2 separate regions of the Mus musculus genome follow, and region 2 is linked to region 1. The links are chromatin contacts, called in public HiChIP or PLAC-seq maps. All regions are on one chromosome and are shown on one strand. The core of a region is the stretch at or near the end of the contact, and the rest is flanking DNA. Distances in the headings are between cores, read along the strand shown.

The links. HiChIP or PLAC-seq counts read pairs in DNA pulled down with a chosen protein or histone mark.
Region 2: an H3K27ac HiChIP or PLAC-seq map of trophoblast stem cells shows a contact between it and region 1, with 5 times the contacts expected there. The contact joins the promoter of Nrk here to the enhancer-like site in region 1. A contact is called at or near these places in 2 of 39 promoter capture datasets (liver and stem cell-derived epiblast-like cells), 2 of 484 Hi-C or Micro-C datasets (embryonic stem cells and myocytes) and 3 of 115 datasets of contacts at active chromatin or transcription factors (embryonic stem cells, extraembryonic endoderm stem cells and trophoblast stem cells).

Annotation. Positions count from the first base shown.
Region 1 is chrX:138,732,432-138,740,016 of GRCm38.p6, forward strand. All of the region lies in intron 6 of Il1rapl2 (interleukin 1 receptor accessory protein-like 2), which reads left to right. Among named protein-coding and RNA genes, the nearest start is that of Nrk, 180 kb to the right of the region's middle. Within about 2 kb of position 3,665, at least 5 of the 459 cell types and tissues checked have an H3K27ac peak or open chromatin away from gene starts, as enhancers often do. A contact at or near this core is called in trophoblast stem cells, where this site is marked.
Region 2 is chrX:138,909,753-138,917,502 of GRCm38.p6, forward strand. It overlaps Nrk (Nik related kinase), which reads left to right and starts at 4,678. Exons shown (of 28, transcript NM_013724.2): 1 at 4,678-5,056. The coding sequence starts at 5,000.

The sequences.
Region 1 (7,585 bases), core at 2,415-4,914:
CATGCACTCATTCAGCAAATCATGTATCATTTAATCTTCTGACACAGAAGCAATCTTCTGTCTTAAATACCCAAGTATGCCACAGTTCCTTCAGGCTTCGCTTTTGTTTGTTAGGGTAGCTACATTGGTAGAAGATTTGTCTGAGGAATGTATCCAGCCTAGTCTCCAAGCTGATGTCATGATTCACTTCAAGGATGCTTTTTTTGGAGTTCTGGATTGCTTTTGATCGTATGTTTGGTTTAGGGGTTTGTTGTACTTCCTTCACTCAGATAGTAACATCTGTAGTGGTTGAGAGCAGGGAACATCTGTAACCTTTGCTACAGACTCAAAAGTCTCAAAGCTAAAATAAAATGTCCCTAGGAGATATATGCAAATTATCTATTTGAATAATCTTTACACGAAAAGGAGGAAAATCATAGAGTAAATGTACCTGATGGAACCAGTTTCCCATTTGAGTTGTGACATGTACTAGTTCTGTGACCTTCATTAAGTTATTTTGTCTAGAAATGGGTTGTATCAGTGGCTACTTCACAGGCTTTATTAGGAGATTTGTTTTAAGTAACAGCAATAAATTACTCTCCACATTGCCTGACATGTATTGAGTATTCAACACATGGTACCTATAATTGTACTTAGTGTCTAGTTGGTTGTCACAATCAGTGAGGTCTTCTGCCTGCAGTCACTTGCATGGCTAATCTGTGCTCTTCATCTACTCCCACATCCCTGCTCACAGTTAGACAAGTACTGTCATATGCAATAAAGCCTTTGCTTCATCTCTTCTCTCTTGACTATGTTCCCTAACTTTCCTTCCCCCTGTTAACTTGTCCACCCTTCTCCGTGGCTCTCATTTTCTTGGCCTTCCCCACCAATACCATGGGCCTGTTTCCCCAGTGAGGATCCAGGAGCTTCCATTAGTTCTCCTTGTTATAATGGTTCATTAAGTGTTCAAGCATGCTTTACTGTGTGGTCACAGCTGCACTTTGTACTCTTTAGTGAAGGTATGTCTGAATATCAGAAAATGGAAGCTAATGGACAAGCATGCATGTTAGGCCAAGTATGTCTACACAGGGGTGTTTATTTGGGCTTACGTATTTTGATACAACAATGATTTTGCATGGCTTTGTCCTGTTATTCAAATACTCAGGATTTTCTTTTAAAAAGGAACTGGGTTTGAAAAGCCAAAGGATTATAGTAACTGCTCTTATTATTTTAAAAATTAATGGATTTTCTTATCATCTGTGTATGATAGGATAACTATGGTCACACATATGCCATGGCATATGGATGTCAGAGGAAATATTTGAGGAGTATGTCCTCTTCTTCCACTGTGGGTTCTGGGAATCAAACTCAAAGCGCAAGACTTGCAAGACAAGCATTTTTATTGACCAAACTACCTTACTTGTCCTTACATGATCTTGTTCTTAGTGACAGAAAACTAGCTCTATTTGTTAACTGTGAATTTTAGGGCTACCATTTAAGAATATTATCATCTCATCTTTGCAAAGTTTCATCATATCATTTGTAATTACTTTGCAAGAAGGCAGATTAATGCTGGCTAAGACATGATGGAATTAATGTCAATCACTGAATATCTATTTTGTGCCTAAAAATGTGCTAAGAAATATAAATACTTAAAAGAGTGTATATATCTGTTAGAATGGTATGGTTAAATGGAATTTCCTAATTAGACTAATGGAATCCATTAAGTTTTGGATGGAGCTCACCCTGAAGCACCATAGCAACAATGAAACTCTGGCTTTTTGTTCTACTACGAGGAACATAACTGAGAATTCCATCTGCTGTGCTCTGAATCTTTCTAACACTGAGACCTACATTTCTTACAGGTTGACCTGAGATAATAACTGATCATGGCAGGGACACTAGAACATCGCATCCCTGCAAAATACAGGGCAACTTTGATGTCTTTCTTATTGCAGAATTCCCCACTGACTTTACCCTGACATTCTTAAAATTTCTCTATGCCTTCAGACTGATAAAATAACCTCCTTCCCCCACCCCCTTCACATTAAAATTGCAACTGCATCACAATCAGTTGTCTCTCTTACATTTTGTCTCTATTCCTCAAGTTCTTAGTACGTTTCTTATATGTATTGTCCTGGCATAGCATCTGCCTCTTAAAGGATTTCACCAACACACTCCATAACTCTACTATCTGACTTGTCAATATTCCTTGATTGCAAGATACACGTGATAGACAGCATGGAGATTCAGTATCCCTAGAAACAAAACAAATCAAACAGTTTGAGTGTAAGAAATTCCCTGAGATTTGTGTTACATGGATATAATGGAGTTTGTAATTCTACTTCATATTGTGCTAATACAGGCAAAATATGTTTGGTGTGTTAAATACTTGATATTTTTATACACATCAATGCAAAAACAACCTTCCAGGAATGGTAGAGCTTATGAAGAAGGTTTGAAAATGAATGAGATGACATTTTTATTAATAAAAAAACGTAAGCTGCAAAGAACAATCAGCACTGTTTCTACTGCTCATAGTTGTTCTGTACTGGCAGAAATGATGAACAATGGAAAAGTTTCAGGGCATAACTCTGAGCCCCTGGAAACAACTGTGGCTTAATATGCTATGAACATATACCACTTGCTTTATTCAGGTGGTCTGAGGCTGGTACAAAAACAGACCTTAAATGGAAAAAGAAATGTAAGAAATTTTTTAAACAGAATTTTTTGAAGCAAACAAAAAATAAAAGCAAAGATATGGAGATGTAAAAAGAAAAGAAAGTACATTTCTGAAATGCAAATTATCATCAGATTGGGAGCCTTGGCTTTTTAACTGTACTCTTCTTCATCAGGTCTGGGATACAGCAGGGAATCTGCAGAGCACAGTCTTCTGCCAAAAGAGTAAAAGGAGACGGTGAATTTGAAGTCTCTGAGGACCATGTCTCTACGACAGACATTGAAGAATTTGGTACTAAAGGGAAGCTGTTAGGTGTTCAACTTACTTGGCCCAGAGCTACAGTAGTGTTTTCCATTTTCCAAGGCAACAAAACAAAAACTGTGATACTTCCTTTGGCAAAAGACAATGATGAGCTGGCCACCGAGCTCATGTGGCCTGTGAAGCCTGAGTGTGGAGACTTTTTCACTAAGGTACTGAAGGTGTCAGGGAAAGCAACAGCGAAAACTTCCCACTGCCATTGAACCCAAATTTCTAGTGCTCACTCAGGGACCCCAGTCAGCCTATGGGCAGCACTGGATTAAGAAAATCATCAAGCAATGTCAAGCTTGATACGGATCCTTTTAGACTAACGCATCAGTGTATCTTTTCCCAAGTAGTTCATACATGAGGTTTATATTGAATATGCATTAAGGGGTACCAAACCACTCTTAGCTCTTAGATTTGCCTGTTTTCTCATTCGAGATTTTTTTTTTTTAAATAAGTAAAACTGTCAGAAAAGGGGATTTTCACAACAAGGTTACCTTTAACCTCTTGCTTAAGGAACTCAAAACTATTCACTCAGGATATGAGTCTCTCACCTGGAATTGTTTGTCTGAAACCACAGTTACAAAGTACAGGGATTTAACCTGAGGGTAAACAGGAAAGAGTTCAAGGAGCAGGCCACTTATCTGTGACTCCAGAAGATCATGCAGGCCACCTCAGTGCATTTCTTTCTCTATGTGGTCTCTGAACTTCCTTACAAGGATTGGGACTGAATACACGTACGCAGCAAGAGGAATGAAGCCCTTAAGGGACAGGGCGTAACAGTCCTCCCAGGGAACAGGGGAAAAGGTGTCTGACGTGTCTTCAGGACTCCATCTTTTAAAAAAGGAAAGGAAAGGAAAGGAAAGGAAAGGAAAGGAAAGGAAAGGAAAGGAAAGGAAAGGAAAGGAAAGGAAAGGAAAGGAAAGGAAAGGGAGTGGACTAGGGACAAAGAAGATGGTTCCTTAGGTAAAATGTTTGCTGCACTGGACTTAGAAATCTAAGTTTGACTCATAGAATCTACACAAAAAAATAGGATTTGGTCACATATTTGCAATCCCTTATTCACAATGGATAAGCTAATAACTGGAGTTCACTGGCCAGTTAAGTTAGCCAAATTGACAGGTCTCAGGCCAAGGAGAGACTCTCTCAAAATTCAAAGAAGACACCTGAGGTTGACCTCGAGCCTCTACATGCACCCCCATATGTGTGCAACTCTGTACATAGAACCACAGATATTCATGTACTCATTTGTAAAGTAAAATTAAAATAAAACTGGGGAGTAGGGGGAAGAGGCGGCCAAGACACATTTGCAGCATGGTTTCAGAAGAGCAGTGTCCCTGATAAGGCAGGCTTTGAGAAAGAAAGAAATCTACTTCCCTAGATAATGGTGTCATTCTAGCTAGAATAGGACACTTAGCCGACTTTACCACTTCTCTTTCCTTTCTCCATCCCGTCCAATGTTCCCTCTGCCAACATGCCACATGCCCCCTTGTATTGTTTGGGTTTCTATTGCTGGGATTAATCACCTTTTTCAAAGCAACTTATTTTTTTAAGTACCTAGTTGGGCCAACCTCTTTTATAAACAGCTCGCTTTCATAGTTCCTGGTCCATGTTAAGAAGCCACAAAATTACCAGGGCCCATAAAGTAGAATGAAGTTCAAAATGCTCTCCTGGATTGAAAGTAGTATGTTACTCAGGTATAAATTTTAGTAACCACCCAGGTTGTAAGTGAAAAGATGTTTACCAATAATTATTGCTAAAGGGTCCAATATACAATTATAGGAAAGGGTTGTCTTAGAAGCAATAAATAAATCTTCCTTCTAAATTGTGGGCTTGTGAGTGCAGATCACAACTCACAATATTTACCAGATCAAATATTTCTAAGACTGATCATGACTTTCTTAACCTCAGGACAGTCTTTGTCCTTGAGGTATTGGAATGTGTTACTTAATAACTTGAAAGTCTGGGGCATTTCCCTCTATCTTTTGTTTTATCTAAACTAAAGAACTCGGGAAGTTGAGTTCAGAGTTCAAGAAAATAACCTTTGTGGGCCCTGTAAGTCAGCAAAATGTTCCTATGCCCATGGTATTTTGAGTAACTTTTCTCTTTAAGTCACTACACAATTTAACCATGAAAGCCAAGGATGGAAAGACTGATCTCTGCCTATACCAGAAATAATTCTTCGACATTGCTCAGTTCCTTAGAGAAAGGCTGCATTTTAGGTTAAGCGAGAATCTCCACTGGTATTTATCATCAAGAGGAAAAAAAAAAGGCTAAGCTTTCAAAAATATTCTTTCTTGGCCTGAAGAACTCAGGCAGATATCTGTTCTCTCTCTCTCTCTCTCTCTCTCTCTCTCTCTCTCTCTCTCTCTCTCTCCTTGCTCTCTTGCTCTCTCACTCTCTCCTGCTCTCTCACTTGTGCTCTCTCTAGAGCTCTCTCTCCTCTATCTCCCACCCCTCTTTTGTTAATTGCATCTTTAATTGTGTGTCTGTTTGGCATGAAAGACAGCAAGAGTGATTTTCATACTAGGAAGTGATCCCAGAATATAGCTGATAAACAACAGGAAAATAAGTTGAAGAAAGGAACCAAGGGGAATTGAGACTGTTCCATCCATAGAAGAGCTGGCTAAGAGGTGACTTAGTAATGATCTTCAAGGACCTGAAGGACAATCATTAGGACCAGATGCTCCCCATCTGCAGAGGAGGGTGGAGACACAGGAAATGACAATATAGCAAAAGAAAGTTTAAGAAGAATTTACTGGCAGTGAAGGCTGTCAAGCTTCAAACTACATTACTTCAGATGTTGTGAAATTACCTCTGGGATGTTTTACATTTGGGTTTCAAACAGGAGAGATTCATGGCTGAGATGGCTGAGGCAAAATTTTGCATGACGATCAGGGGAAAGGACACATGATATTTCAAGACTGTTCATTGCTCTGTGATTCTATTAAATCTGTATCTGTATGTCCCCTAAGGTATTCATCTTACAAAGCACATTTTGTATTCTACTTCCCTTAATGAAATTTCAATTTCAACTTCTCAGCTATTTCTAGTTATGGAAGTATACTATGTGATTTTTTTTGGTTTGGTGTTTGTTTGTTACCTTCTTAGATTATTAGAAATCTTAGCTCTGCCTCCCAGCCCACCCTCCACGCACAAATGTTTCTCTTCCTTTTCTATTAACCTTATTACTTTTCAATTTTGCTTCATTTCCTGCAAAGACTTGAGATAGTGTGCAGCCTTTACATAGCACTTAGCACATTGCATGTTTCATACCAACTTAATAGCTAATTACTCTTATAGAATTTAGACACATCATAAAATATGAGAAAATGTAATTCCATTCAATGACAACTCAACCTCCTGTTTTCCTTTGACCTTGACTGAGTATATGTCTAAAGAGTCACATTTTCTCTGTCTATCAAAACAGCCATTTGCTTAAGCTATTTTAAGGTAGGGACTAAGAGTTTGAGTCTAGAAAGGAAAAATATCCAGCCACTCAATAAGTAACTTTAGATTAAAATGATCTTTTAGTTGGCTCAATCTTTGTTTGTTCAGGACAGTGTCCACCAAATTTAAGAACATGATATGCTTGTGCTTATAAAGACATTTAAAGTTCCACTAGATTGTAACAAAAATCCATCAGATAGCAGTGTGTCTTCACTGTGTACCTAAAAACAACTCTTAATTTATAGGGCTGATACTCAAGACCACCTCAATCTTACATAGATCTTGCTCTCTGTTAGTTCTCATCTTCTATTTTAACTTCAGTATTCCCTAACAATAAGCTTATGCTAAATTCTGCATTTTGTTCAAGTGCTTTCTAAGGTTTGAATATTATCAGATTTCCTATCCAATCAACCTATCTCTTCCTTATTTGCTCTCATTTTTTCATAGTAGATTCCCTTGGTTGATTGCTTACCTTGGTCCAAGCACTGTTTGAGGGATTCAAATTCATTAGCCCTCTGAGTAGTTGCAAGGATACTATTATAAGTAAAATATTTTAAAGTTCATTTCGAATAGCTTCTCTTTCAAGGCACCTCCTTTATCCAGGTGAAAACTTCATTGTTACCTCCTTCTTTGAGTATTATTTTCACACCTATACTTCATCTTATTATCTTTTTCTTCCTCTAATTCTTCCTCCTTCTGCTTTTCTCTTCTTCTTCCTCATCTTCTTCATCCTCCTTTTCCTCTTCTTCACCATCTTATACCCATATTAGTAATAATTCATAATACAAATAACATTAAACCTTCATATTCTCTCATTTAATATCCACATGATTAAGTTACAACTTTTGAAGTTTTGGAAGAGCTGTGGCTTCTACTGCTGTGGATACTAGTACAAATGTAAATACACAGTAAGCTCACAATCAATTTAGAACTCTAAGGTGGGCTACAGAGATAGGAGGGTGTTATTAGAACCAGTTAAGTTTGTATCTTTTGCTCTTAGTGATGGGGAGACCTCTAAGATCTGCCCTGCAGGGGCCAGCAGGCCGAATGGACCTCTCAAACATTCCCTCCAGCCTCTGAATAAAGTGTTTTGACAAAAAGTTAATATCAAACTAATACTGAAGTGATTGATATCATTTAGCTATAGACTAAGGAAAAAATGTCTTTGGAGTT
Region 2 (7,750 bases), core at 3,428-5,927, 180 kb after region 1:
CACAAGACCAAGGGCTTCTCCTCACATTGATATCTTTAAGCACATCCTCTGCTACATATGAGACTGGAGCCATGAGTCCCTTGTTGTGCTCTTTGGTTGGTGGTTTAGTCCCTGGGAGCTCCGGGGATACTGATTGGTTCATATCGTTGTTCCTCCTATGAGGACCAAGGCAATTCTTATAAAGACAACATTTAACTGGGGCTGGCTTACAGGTTCAGAGGTTCAGTCTATTGTCATCAAGGTGGGAGCATGGCAGCATCCAGGCAGGCATGGTACAGGAGGAGCTAAGAGATCTACATCTTCATCTGTAGGCTCCTAGCACAATATTGACTTCCAGGCAACTAAAATGAGGGTCTTAAAGCCCATGCCCACACACCAATTCCAACAAGGTAACACCTCCAAATACTGCCACTCCCTGGGCCAAGCATAGTCAAACTATGACAAACTCCATCCCTCACTTGATGTCCTCTCTTTCTGCTGGAGGTGGGCTCCACAAGTTCCCTCTCCCCACTGTAGGGCATTTCATCTAAGGTCTCTCCCTTTGATTCCTGAGAGTCTCTCACCTCCCAGGTCTCTGGTGCATTCTAGAGGGTCACCTCAACTCCTACCTCCCAAAGTTGCCTGTTTTCATTCATTCTGCTGGCCCTCAGGGCTTCACTCCTGTTTCCACACCCCAACACCTGACCATGTTCCCCTTTTACCTCCATATCCCCTTCCCCACCCAGATCCCTCCCTCCATCTGTGCCCCCCCCCCCGACCCATGATTGCTTTCTTCTCCCTCCTAAGTGGGACTGAAGATTCCTCACTTGGGCCCTTCAGCTTGTTAGCCTTCTTGAGTTCTGTGGATTGTATCCTGAGTATTCTGTACTCTATTGTCATTAGCCAAGTCTATGAAAAAAAAATGGTTGTAGTTCCTTTTACAAAGATACCATATCTGACTTAGAATTTGATTCTCTCTTAAAATTCACAGTGACTGGTCAGAAAGGAGATATCATAAAGACCTGAGAGAATCAAGATGTACACTGGGCCCCATGGAGGCTCATACTCACCCTCAATGTAATTTTTACACTTTTTTTTTCAACTGAGCCAATACCTTGTCATTTAGGGTGACACGTCTGCTAAGGTGTTTCTCATAAACACAGCCTCCCTCAGGTCCTCCCTGAATAAAGTTTATTCTCAGCCAAAGAACTTTCTGGGAGACATGTTAATGGCCCTTTAAAATATTTTTTTTTTATTTATTCTTTGAGAAGTTCATCAATGAGGACAATGTATCTTTACCACACGGATTCTCTTCTTCAACTCCACTAAGACCACTCCCACTATGTCTCCCTCTCAATCTCATATACTCATTTCTTAGTAACTCCGTGAGTCCAATTAGTACCGACCATGAGTGCCTGAGTGTAGAACCTCCACTTGGACAATCTACCAGGAGCCTTACTCAGGAAGAAAAGTGGCTCAGCTCCTCCCAGCTGTCAGCAGCTGCTAATAGCTCCTTGCCTAGGGGTAGTGCTTCAGGAGCCAGCCCCATCCAGGGTGACTGGCAATGCAAATCTTCTAATGGAGGGTTTTTTTAGGGCCTAGAAGGCTGTTTGTGACTTTTCTGAGCACATCTTGAGCTTCAAATTCATAAAATCTCCTTATTAGGTATTCTTCCTGGTGTTCTTTTGCCCAGATAAGTCATTGGCTTTGCTGACGCAGTGACTAGGTTCCATTTTTTTTAAAACACAGCTCAAGATATTTCTGTTCAAAGGGCTTGAGGACACAAAGGAGGAAGGGGGAACTGGAGAGCCCAGGGGCACAACGACTCTCTTCAGATCTCACGTACTCTTGGGCTGTTTTGAATCTGGCTCCCCTTCACACAGTCTTAAAATATGCCCCAGGCCCTCCACAGTCATTGACCAGAGGTCTCTGGAGGCAAGCTACCAGAGTTGGAAACCAGGACCCTCTAATTACTTACTACCTGTGAGGTTATAAACAAGTCGATTCTTCTGTCTCTGCCTCAATTTACCTAAACATAGTACGAAGATTCTAAATGAATTAATTAGGAACATGTTGGTAAAGTTAAGGACATTCATTAAAAATTTAGTTATCGAAATAAATCAACAACTAAAGGTTTAAAAGGGCCAAGGGTCTTAGGAAAACAGAGATCGAAGGACGTGAGTATGAAAGACATGGGACCTAGAATGTAGGCAGGAGAGGATTTCTGGGTAAAACACAATCTGACAAATTCCTGGACTCTGGACAAAGTAGGATTACTTTTATGGAGGTTGAGGTCAAGGGGGAAGGGAATGAAGGAGAGAGAGGGTGGAGAAACACGTGGGAAGGGGATAGAGAAACTGCTGATTGTGGGGTGAGGGGACTAGAAGTGCTGAAGTTGGAAAACAGGTGCTCTGTCTCAAGATTGTGGTGTGAGCTGAGCCTCCTGTTCGGCTGCTATCTGTTTACTTGCTGATGCAGTAGACAGGCTGCCTTTCTCCATGTCAGCCTCCAAAATCCCCCTAATGCCCATCTTAAAATGCCCACATTCATCCCTGACTTCTTGTTTTCATTGAACATTTTAACTTAAAAAAAAAACAAAAAACAAAAAAAACAAAACCAAGGATAGGTTTCTCCGTGGAGTTCTGGTTAAACATCTAGGTTGTCCTTGCCACTCCACATGAGTCCTTTCTAGACACATTAACTAGTCCCATGGAGTCAAGAAGCCCCAGTAGCTTTCCAGTATGCAACTGGATTCTCTTGCTTGGTCTGGATTTGCTTTCAGCCTGGGGCATTTCCCCTGCGCCCCTGCAGACAACAATGTAGGTAAAAATGTCAAGGTGGGGAACTTGTTTCCCCCTTAACAAAGAAAGATTCTCTCCCAGTAATCTTCAGAGTTTCTGTAACTGTATTTCTTGATTTCTTTGCCCTGATTCCTTAAAACAAGCCATACACACAACATTGTAATTTTCTATAAACTAGTCATATCTTTTTTTTAAGTTATGAAATGTTAAATTTCCAATTTCCACTTCATCAGACACAGAAGCAATTTACTGATCATTCAGGAAATCTTAAATTGTTTTAAAGACAACGTTTTTTGTATGGTAGAGTTGTCAAGATTTTAGGTCTTTGAAAGTTTAATTTCTGCAGTGGTAGAAATAACATTTGGTTTAAGAAGAAGATTAGATTCAGAAAAACCAGGCTTGTTTTTGGGGGGAGAAGCTGGTGGTTGGTTTATCCTGTAACTGTTAACAGAGAATCTTTAAGGAGCGAAACCGAGTTCCTTGGACAAACTGTAGCCATTCCAGAGTTCACTGAGCCTCCGAGATAAAGGATCGGAAAGAAGTCAAACTCCACCGTTGAAACAGACACAAAATAAACACAACCCACTAATATATAAGAAGAATAATTACAAAAGTTAGAAAGCTAGGTCAAAAATGACCAAAGGCCACTGGGAGGAATTATTCGTATAAATCTTCTTAGGATGGGTAACAAAATTTGTTCATTAAAAAAAGAAACAGGAAACAAATTCCTACTAGCATTCCCGACCTGGAGTTCGGGTAAGCGAAGCACAGTTAAGCTAGCTCCGGGAAATGTAGGCAGCTTCAGGACGGCTTCTAAAGTGTTCTTTGTAACGCACAAGAGCTTAGAATGTGGTTAGTTTTATGTGTTGGCTCCCCTTTTCAGTAAATGTTTCAAGAGGCAACTTACTTAAGGCTAAATCACTGTAGACAGCCTCCTTGCGCTTTGTGGGGGAACGGGGGCGCACAGCTCCGGAGCCCTTAAAAGTTTTACAATGAATGAGTGAATGAATGAAACCGAACTGGAACGCTGGAGACTGGAAATCAGGCAGAAACTTTCTGAGCTCACTGCGAGCTCCAAGCCAGCAAACTTAGGGTGGGGACAGCTTGGGCAGCTGACAGGGAGCCTGTGTCTCTTTGCCCTAGACACCTGTTCACAGGTATGGCTCCAAAATAGCAGCCTCCGCCAGTCACCAAACAGCCCCTGGGCTAGAGGAGAGCAGCAGATGTCTCCAGGGGATCCAAGGAACTTTGTCCCCTTTACCAGGTCCCCAGCTACCAACAGCTGGGAAGGTGGGACTTAAGGCGCCCTGGGGTCTCGGTTTTACCGTTTGTGTTAGGAGCATACCCAGGTCTGTTCCCTAACCCCGTGGGTAAAAAAATCATTTCACTCGCTTCTCTGATTTTCCTTCTTCTGCAATCAATGGGGCAATTACGTGACAGGGGCTGAGAAAGAGAACGCAGATCACTAGGAAAGTTACAGTGTTTCTTGAGGGGTGGGGGATGGGGGTGGGTGGGTGGGTGGGATGACGGTGCGGGTTGTTTGGACTGTGGCAGAGCCGTGGGGCCCAGGCTGGGAGCGGCGCAGAGCGGGACCGGTTTTCCGGGGCTGGCAGCTGCCTAGCAAAAAAGTTTCCTGTGGAACAGTGGCCGGCGGGGGCGGGGGCGCGGGCTGCGGGCTCAGCCCAGGACCCGGGGGCGGGGTGCGGGCGGCTAGAGGCTGGCCTGAAGACCGTTAGAGACTCCCTCTGCCCCGGGGCCCCCTGGCTCTCCTCCCTGCTGCGCGGCTGCCCACCTGGCGACGTGACGCTCCACCAATCCCCTTCGAGCTCCTCCGGGCCCCTTCGCCTTGCACCGCCCCCCTCCTCACCCTGAAAGGCGCACCCTGCCCCGGCCGCTCTGCGCTCTCGCCGCGGAGCACCCTTCTGGCTTCTTCGTCTCTCGGACGGACGGACGCTAGAGCTCTCTTCTCCTTCCCTTAGCCAAACTTACTTTCCCGCCTCCCGAAAAACTCCAGCTTCCCTCTTCCTCCTCCCGCTCGGCTCTCGGCTCTTTTCCTCTCCACTTCCCTCTCCTCTCCCGAACCACAAACCCACCTTCCCATTCCTCTCTCCCATCCCATCCTCCCTTCCCGGGACCCCCAAAACTCTTCCTCCTTCACCTCAGACGCAGTCCCAGCGCGCCTGCTGGACGCGGTCTCCCGCTTGGTTCTTCTCGAAGCCATGGCAGGACCTGGGAGTTGGAGGGACAAGGAGGTGACAGATCTTGGCCAGTTGCCGGTAAGTAAAGGACTCCGGGACATCGTCCCCCTTGTGAACTTCTTTCTGTGGCTTTGAAAGCCCGGGGAAGAGAGCCCACACCCTCGAGTAGCCTAGGCCAGGACTTCGACGGGCTGTGGCTTAGGATGGGCCAGGGAAGCTGCCGTGCAGAATCACCATCCCTGAGCTCCCGACTGAGGTGAAGGCCACAAAACGCAAAGGAATGGGGGATGGGGGGGGGTGAGATTGGGGAGAAAGAAGTGGGTCCTAAAAAAGGGTGGGGCCTTTTCTATATAGAGCCCGCTTTGTCTAACAGCTGTCTAGCGCATGGGTACCTGTAATAGAAGCATTCCGGGAAAGGACAAGTGGCGGACCACCCCACTTTCCTTCTTTTTGCCAGCAGAGATCTCTACCTATGGGCGGAGCCCCCACCCCACCCCCACCCCTACCGTAAAAAAAAAATAATGAGCACACACACACACACACAAAATAGAAGCATAGGCATCACGCGGCTCTTACTTTGTAATAGTTTCTAAAACTTTATTCTCACCAGGAGAAGGTTCTGGAGTAAGTACTGCTGGAGTGAAAAGAACTCGACGCCTCTCAGAAAGGAACGGAATTCTGTACATGCCTATTAATTTTTAAAAGTGTATCATCTCTCTTAGATAATGAAATATAACTTTGGTCATAGTTATCATTTGTGGGGTCTTCTTTTTCAGTGCCCGGTTGAAATTGATTGGTGGGCTTCTAAAGCCATCATAAACAGCAGACATACTATTGTAGCAACACCGTGTATTTCAACGGCATCTGGTTTCTCGCTGATACTGGATCCCACCCAAATTCATTTTTCAAGTTCCCTTTTTAGATTGGCATTTCACTTGCACCCTCTCTTGAATGCAAAGGGCCCCTGGATTCTCCAAAGGAGAAATGAGCAGGCACTGGGCTGGAATGATCGCCAAGCATGTGTGTAGTCAGGGCAGTGGCCTCCTCGCCTTGAGAAAAGCTAAATATTAACCTTGAGGTTATAGGACTATTCAAAGTCATCTTGCCTTAATTAATTTTGTGTATGTTTGGCATTTAAAGATATGTGTTGTTAATGATGGCAGATACTTGCCTCCCTAAATGCGGGACAGTCCCAAAGCCTCCCTTTATATTTTACATTAGAATGGTATGTGGTGTGGGGAGGTGATGGACATGGCTAATATTCTAGCAAACTGTTATCAGTCATTAAAAGAACACACTTCAATACAAAACTGTTGAATAGCAAGTATTAAAATTACAGTTATTGCAACTTCAGAAAATAAGGCCAAAGCATTTTTAAAAATTAAACTTTTTTTCTTCCCAGATACTCCTGAAATCACTTCTTTTCCAGGATGTATGGACGAGATTTCTGGACTATGGAGACTTCAATTGGATTCCCTTCCACCAGAGCAGGACTTTTCCCATTCAGATTAAGATTGATTTGAGACTGTAAGGCCAATGAGTGAGCTCGTCCCCTCCTCAGCCTGCTCTGGGGGAAGGGCGGGGCGTGGTGAAAGCACACGTGGACGCACTGAAATCAACTGCTGCTTTCTAAAAAAATGACGAAGTTGAGGGATTTAAAAGACCTTATAGAAATGATAGCATGGGGAATTTCAAACCCCTAAAGAACAACAAAGGGAAAAGGGAAAGGTGTGTTTAGCCCAAAGAATGGACTAAATTCCCTGGATTAGCTGACATGGCCCTGGCTTTGGGATATTCTGATCTGAGGCATGTCCATGAGATAAGCATGATCTTTATATTACAGCTCAGTAGAATATTAGTGTTCTCCAGATTGGTGGAGGGTGGCGGTGGTTCCCAAAGAGCAAGATGAGATTGACTTCTAAAGTTGAGACATATGGAAAAGACACAAGAACCATGGGTGCCAATGGTCTTTTCCCTCATTTTTAAATCATCATGAAAGGTCCAGTTTAAGAAAATTCTTTATTTCAGAATTTTATAATAGATCCGTTTTTATGTACTATCTGAGCAAATGATTGGTAATTCTCCCCTTTCCCAGATTCAAATTCCAAGAAAATAAATATAGCTGGAGAGCAGCATGCTTAGAGATTTAAAGACATGGTCTCTGCAGTCACTGGGGCATAGGAGGGTTTTTGTTTTGTTCTGTTGACATTTAACATATCCTGACGACTTCAAAAGAAAGGAATAGAGAAATTGATAGTTAATTTAGTTTGCCTTTTGATGGCAGGGAGAGATGTTCAAGTAAAGAAAATGGCCTAGGCAGTGTCCCTTGTAGTAATTATTCTCAATAGGACACATATGAAGGACAGAATATTATTGGCATATGTCCCTGGTAAGTGTAACCATTTGAAAACAGCTAGATAATGAGAAGAGATTCAAACCTTGAACCATCATATTGATGGTATCCTGGAGGCTTGGGTGTGGCCTGGCCTAGCAGTAGATTGAGTGCTACCATGCCGAGTCCCTGGGTTCAATTCCCATACTATACAGGCACTCGTCAACATAGACATACATTTTTGCAGATTATAGAAATACAATTAAATGTAGGTTTGAGATTTGAATATTTTGTACTCTTTGTGGTTGTGAAATTTAATGACCAGCAACCAGAAACCTTTGAGAGTGCAAGCTTGTACAAGAGTATAAATTGGAATTTAAAGAAAGGGGTAGAGATTTGAATAAGAGGTAGAAGGATCATGAGTTTGAAGCTAGTGTGAA